Regions from separate parts of the Zea mays genome. Here region 2 is linked to region 1. The links are chromatin contacts, called in public Hi-C maps. All regions are on one chromosome and are shown on one strand. The core of a region is the stretch at or near the end of the contact, and the rest is flanking DNA. Distances in the headings are between cores, read along the strand shown. Region 1 has its middle 84 kb from the start of LOC100282992. Region 2 holds the start of LOC103637767 (pentatricopeptide repeat-containing protein).

Region 1 (3,100 bases), core at 356-2,855:
GAACAAGCCATTGGTGAACTGGAGAGTAGCCTTTGACCCTCTCTAAGTAAAGATGCAATACTCTCAAATGCTGTAAGGCAGGTTGGCTTTGTGCCTTAATGTGTTCTGTTGGCTTGTATTAGCGAAGATGTTGTCCTGCAGAACATTCTTTGAAAGAACACACCTATATGAGTTAGACTGTCTAACGTCGCAGTCTATGAGATCTGGGTGATCTCTAGTAAATTCATGAAGAGACCTTGGAGTACGACGTATATGCTCCACCCGAGAAGGGGACTACTGGTAGCCAAGTACTGGTCATGACTTCAAGTGAAACCCATTCACGCAAAACTTGCAATTCAAGGCATAGTCCATTATCCAAGTTGTGGGTTGGTGTAGCTTGGAGTTCTAGGCGGAAGTTCAACTTAACAGTCTCTGCTGAAAAACTAGTATATTAAACAGTAGTGAACAGTGGCGAAAATTGCAGATGGGCATTTGAGATCTGGTGGGGGATTGTTAGGATTTATGGGCTAGGCCCAATTGGGAAATTCGAATAAATCCCAGGAAAATCACAAAAGCCCATATAAGTGGATGGCTAAGGAATATGTGGAACCAATAGCACCATATTGCTAGCTCTAGTGGAGTAGAGCTAGCTTAAATATGAAAGCCACACTCACTCACCAAGTCATGGATGAGAGGAGAGTGTGTGGAGAGCCACACACGTGCGCGCGCTCGCTCGCCTCGCCTGGCCGGGCCGGGCCGGGGCGAAGGGCGCGGGCGCACGACATGCGCGTGAATGGTCCACCGAAATCCGGCCCCTCGCCTTGCGGGGGCGCGGCTACCTTTTGCCGTTTGATTTTTTGGTTTCTTGGCTGTTACGCTTATCCTAACCGATTGCTATAAAATCTCAACTGATTGCGAGATTTTCGTGGGCGGATAAGCACGGGGTCGCGGACTCGGCCCTATAAAAGGAGCCCGGCAGCCAGCCTCCAAATTATCCCAGTTTCGCTTTCGCCTCTCTTCATAGCTGAACCGCCTTTTAGTTCCCTTCGTCCCGACCGCAGAGGTGCATCTGCGATCAGGAGAGCAGGTCTCCGGAACCCTTCGTCTTCTAGATCCTGCACCGGGAGAGGGCGAATAAGGTTTTTGGGAAGCGTCTTCACGCGACTGCTCGTGATCTGCTGACCTCGTCGACCCTGCTGATTTCGCTACTTCGACATCGTCGACCCTGCTGATTCCGGCGCGTGCCATCTATCTGTAAGTCTAATCAGTACGCATCATCTGATTTGGCTTGTTATTTCAGTTCTTCTGATTTGGTCATGATTTATATTCGGAATTTAAACTGAAATTTGTCTAATTATTCAACAGTTTCTACAAATATATTTTGCTCATTGACCAAATACTAACAAAGTCCCACAGCATCATTGGTCTCTTTTGAATATGATTTGAACGCACCTAACATTCTTAGCCTGCTCAAAAGCTAATTATGGGGCAATGAGTATGATATTTGGAGAATATGTAAAGGACAAGTTGTAGCTTGTTCAAGTTGACTATTGTCGAAAAGTTGACCGAACAAGAGAGTTCCTCAATTCCTCTCGCTAAAGCAGTAGTGGCCCATCCATCTTTTGGCCTAGCATGGATCAGTAGTGCTGCAGGCAGCAGGCCCATCAGCGCGGATCTGCCAACCGACACAGAGCTCACAATCATAAAATTACAGATGCAAGTTTTTGTGTTTTAACAACTCCCTTGTGTTCAGCCTATCATGTATAAGGAGACAACAGAATACTTTGTGTTTCAGCTCACACGAAGAACTCCAGAGCCATCTTATTGCCTGATAAATAAAGGATGAACCCAAGAACCTTCTGTATACTTTATTTGAGGAGAACGGTAAAGAACCACAAATATACGATCAAGAGTCTTTAACATTGAGTTGATCGATGTGGCAGAGTTGTGATGATTATCTGGAACTGTAAGAATTAATTGAGAATAGGCCTATTCAGATAATGGGAGTTGAAAGCGATCATGAGCTTCACGAAGTTCTAGAGATTTTGCCAAAGAAATATCTAGATTAGTGGCAAATGAATGTAACTCTAGAAAGTCCACACTTAAAATCTTTTCATTCCATAGATAATCCCAAAGAAAGATAAATGTTACTAGCAAATTTTGAATTATGTGTCAACAGCCTTTTTTCTAGATGTTGGAAGATGATCATTGGAATAGTATCTCTCTCGAAGTAAACTCACCGAAGGAATTATTCTTTATTAAAGTATACATGGAGGTGCTTCAGCAAAAGAGCCTCATTCTTAAATTTATTATACATAAACCTCTTTCAATTGGGCCTTTGAACCATTTTCCATGATGCACTCTCGGAGTGTTCTTTTCATATATCTAATTTGAATTTAATTTTACAACAATTTGGGTAGTGCTGGTGCTATACAAGTTACTGAAGGCCGCATAGATGTCCGGCAAGCAAAATCGCTTGGGGAACATGTCACTGGGGCTAGTTTAGCAACCCTGTTTGAAACTTTTATTTTTTTATAGAGAAATTAGTTTATTTTTTCGTGTGAAAATAAGGATCTCTTGAAAAAAATAGAGTTGACAAACTAGCCCTACAAAGGAAATAAAATAATTCGCTGTTTGAAAGAAAACCTCAGTACACTTGTGTCGTTGAAAATTGATGATGAAGATGAGGATACATCAACAGGGCACTTAATTTGAGTATAATAATACCCTTGTCATCCATGTGATGTATCACACCAAAATAAAAAAGAAAAACAAATAATTGAGTTCGTCTGTCTGCAGGAAATGTGTTGACCATGTGAATCATGCATCCAATAAAAAAATAGTGGCTGGTAGATACGGTGGCCTTCCATCCCGCTACGTGTAACGCGTGCACATCACTTCATTTGTGATGTGGATGTACACGAAAGATTTGTCCGTGTTTTCTTTTGACAACATTTTTGTCTGTGTTGGATAGGGATGGGTGCCAGCTTGGAAATTAGAATGAATCTGCGTGAAATGCTTGGGGAGTTAGAATAGATCTGAGTGAAAATACATGTTTTGACGTGTAAAGCATGATGCATAAACTAATTGATAAGTATTCCCTCTCTTTTTAATTATAAGT
Region 2 (3,100 bases), core at 179-2,678, 450 kb after region 1:
GACTTTCACTTACCCTACCAATGACTCTGGCTCTCATGAGTATGTCCTAGCTTCTTGTAGAATCATCAGATGACTCGACGAGATCCTGAGTTGGTGTCAGAGCCACTAGAGCATCCATGCACATTGCCTTGTATGCGACCATGTTTTGAATTTTCTTCACGTCATCATGATCCTACATGTTGTCCTAAGGGAGTAATGGAGTAATTCTATCTAGAAGGAGTTTCGAGGTCATGTTTTTTTTCATCGGCATGTCATAGACCTGCTGTCCCTGAAAGTCGACCGTCTGGATATGGTCGTGAGCATTTCGTCCACGCTGTAGCTCTTCTTTATTCCTTCGCCAATTGACCACCTGGTTGTTGCCATCATTGTCATGGTCAGAGGGATGAACCTTATGATGTCTAGAGTTCACCATGAAGACGAATCGATCTCCTGAATAATAGTAATTTGAGTCTGAGTTGGGGGTTAGAATCCGAGTCGGAGCCTGAGTCGGAATCAGATCGTGATGAGTTTGAGTCTGGTCCGTCATGCAGATTGGATCTATGGAAGTTTAAATGAGAGGCACCACGGTCGGCAAGGTTTCCGGGGCAAGCCTAAGATTCTCAAGCTCATCAACAATGAATCTAAAGGGTGCCGAAGAAAATCTCGTCTTCTAGTACAAAGCTCATGGCTGCCATTAGATCCACTATGATCGTCACAAATTCCCCTACCCGACGTCCCAACTGTCGAGCATGTATGTCCTTTTGGGATGTCTCACCCTCATTTTATGGTCCAAAGAGAACACAATTACAAAAAGGTTATCTAGTTATAGTACCAGATAAACATGCATATGTGACCAAATACATATTATCTTAATTGTATCTAACTAGGAATCTTGTCCCAAGCTTTACACAAACCTCTTTGACTGCTCAGATAAGATTATCTCTAACATGTAGACCGAGTCATTAAACAACATTGCGGAGTCTTCATCCCCACATGTCATGATCACGAAACTCCTTAATTATTTGGTCGTATTATTGGGTACCAAGAATATACTCTCTCCTTTCCAAATTATAATTTGTTTGATATTTTTGTGCCATGTTTGACGGTCTTATTTAAATTTTTTTTGAAAAAAATGAAAAATTTAAAGTTACATTTAAAATATATTATATGCTAAATAATATTGTATCAAAAAATAACAAATAATTATGAATTTTTTTAATAAGATGAGTCGATTAAATTTAGTATAAAGTATTTAAACGAATTATAAATTAGAATATGCACACGCACGGACATGTTTTCTGTCCGCTGCGGCGGGTAATGGACGCGGATGGACGATGGAGGCATGGGCATGTGATTGATTTTACTCGCTGCAAGGATTTACCTGCTGTACCACCTCATCCTGTGCTCTCCCACAAAATAAAAGACTCTCCCGCAAATCAAAATCACCTCACCCACTCAGCTTTCCCCCTTCCGCAACTCCTCGCCGGCAGCCGGCGGCGGCGAGTATCTCTCCTGCCGTTTCCACGGAATTTTCCCCATTGCGGCCACTCTTCCCCTTCCCTCGTCCTGCTTCGTCGCGCCTTGGCTGTGCTCCTCTCTTCTTCCTCCGAGTCCAGGTGCGCGCAGGCGCAGGGACTGGGAGGAGGTCCAGATGCTACTATGCTGCTGTACTTTTCCCCAACAAATCCAGACCTGTGCTCCGCGCTCGTCGTTTCACCCAAGCTGCTTGCCGCGGAGCTTGCTCAGCTCCGGCGAGCAGGGGAGGAGCAAAAAGAGCAAGCTCCACCGCGTCAGGGCGCATGTTTTCAAGTCCAAGAACCAGTCTTTGCGCTCTCAATCCCACCTGGTTGATAGCCACGGGGGCCCTGCGGATAAAATCCCGAGAAAGGATTTTCCTTGTTCCGCAGCGCCGTCGCTGCCGGACGCGGAGGCGGTCGCGTTCTGGCTGCGTTTCTGCCGGAGGGAGCTCGACGTCCGGAGAGCGCACGCGGTTGCCCTGCGGTCGCTCGGCAGCCTGGGGGTGTTCGTCTCCAACAATCTGATCAGCGCTTATGTGCGGTTCGACGAGGTTGCTAATGCGAGGAAGGTGTTCGACGAAATGCCCGAGAGGAGTATCGTGTCGTGGACAGCAATGATGAATGGGTATCAGAAGCTTGGCTGCCACGGTGAGGTTGCGAGGCTTTTGATGGATATGCTGATCGCTGGCGTCCAAGGTAACAGCTTGACTTTTGTTTGCCTGTTGAAATCTTGTGGGGAGCGATGTGATGCCAGGTTGGGGCAACAGGTCCACTGTTGCGTTGTGAAGGGTGGCTGGAGCAATGTGATAGTTGACAGCGCCATCACACACTTCTATGCTCAATGCGGTGATGTTGCTGCTGCTTCAACTGTGTTTGATAGGATGGCATCCCGCGATGTTATCTCATGGACAACAATGATCACGGCTTATGTGCAGCATGGCCATAGTGACAAAGCTCTTCAGATGTTCCCAACAATGGTGTCTGAGGGATTTCGCCCCAACGAATTTACTGTTTGCAGCGCCCTCAAGGCTTGTGCAGAGGAGAAGGCTCTAAGATTTGGGAAGCAGTTGCATGGTGCTATTGTGAAGAAGCTATACAAATATGATATCCATGTCGGGAGCGCACTTGTCACCATGTATGCCAGATGTGGGGAGGTATTTGATGCTCAGACAGTGTTCGATAAGATGCCAAGAAGAAACACTATTACATGGACTTCAATGATCTCTGGATATGCTCAAAGTGGCTGTGGTGAAGAAGCTGTCTTGTTGTTCCGCAAGATGAAGATGCGCAGAGTATTTGTTAACCACCTTACTATTGTTAGTCTCCTTAGTGCTTGTGGCTCTATGCAGTCAATTTATCATGGAAAAGAACTTCATGCCCAGATAATAAAGAATTGTATGGAAGAGAATCTCCAGATTGGGAGTACGCTTGTTTGGTTTTACAACAGACGTGGGGAGCATACTTATGCCACAAGAATTCTAGAAGCGATGCCTGACCGTGATGCTGTCGCATGGACAGCTATGATTTCGGGCTATAACAATCTTGGCCATAATGTTGAAGCGCTTAAATCATTGGATGAAATGTTATGGGATGGTGTGGTACCA

What was found. Hi-C and Micro-C count contacts between places; a contact is called where the count stands out from the background.
Region 2: a Hi-C map of ear shows a contact between it and region 1, with 2.5 times the contacts expected there. The contact joins the promoter of LOC103637767 here to the enhancer-like site in region 1. A contact is called at or near these places in 3 of 25 Hi-C or Micro-C datasets (ear, leaf and tassel).

Annotation. Positions count from the first base shown.
Region 1 is chr1:111,798,361-111,801,460 of Zm-B73-REFERENCE-NAM-5.0, forward strand. No RefSeq gene overlaps it. Among protein-coding and RNA genes, the nearest start is that of LOC100282992, 84 kb to the left of the region's middle. Within about 2 kb of position 1,606, at least 10 of the 20 cell types and tissues checked have an H3K27ac peak or open chromatin away from gene starts, as enhancers often do. A contact at or near this core is called in ear and leaf, where this site is marked.
Region 2 is chr1:112,250,452-112,253,551 of Zm-B73-REFERENCE-NAM-5.0, forward strand. It overlaps LOC103637767 (pentatricopeptide repeat-containing protein), which reads left to right and starts at 1,429. Exons shown (of 1, transcript NM_001301446.2): 1 at 1,429-3,100. The coding sequence starts at 1,631.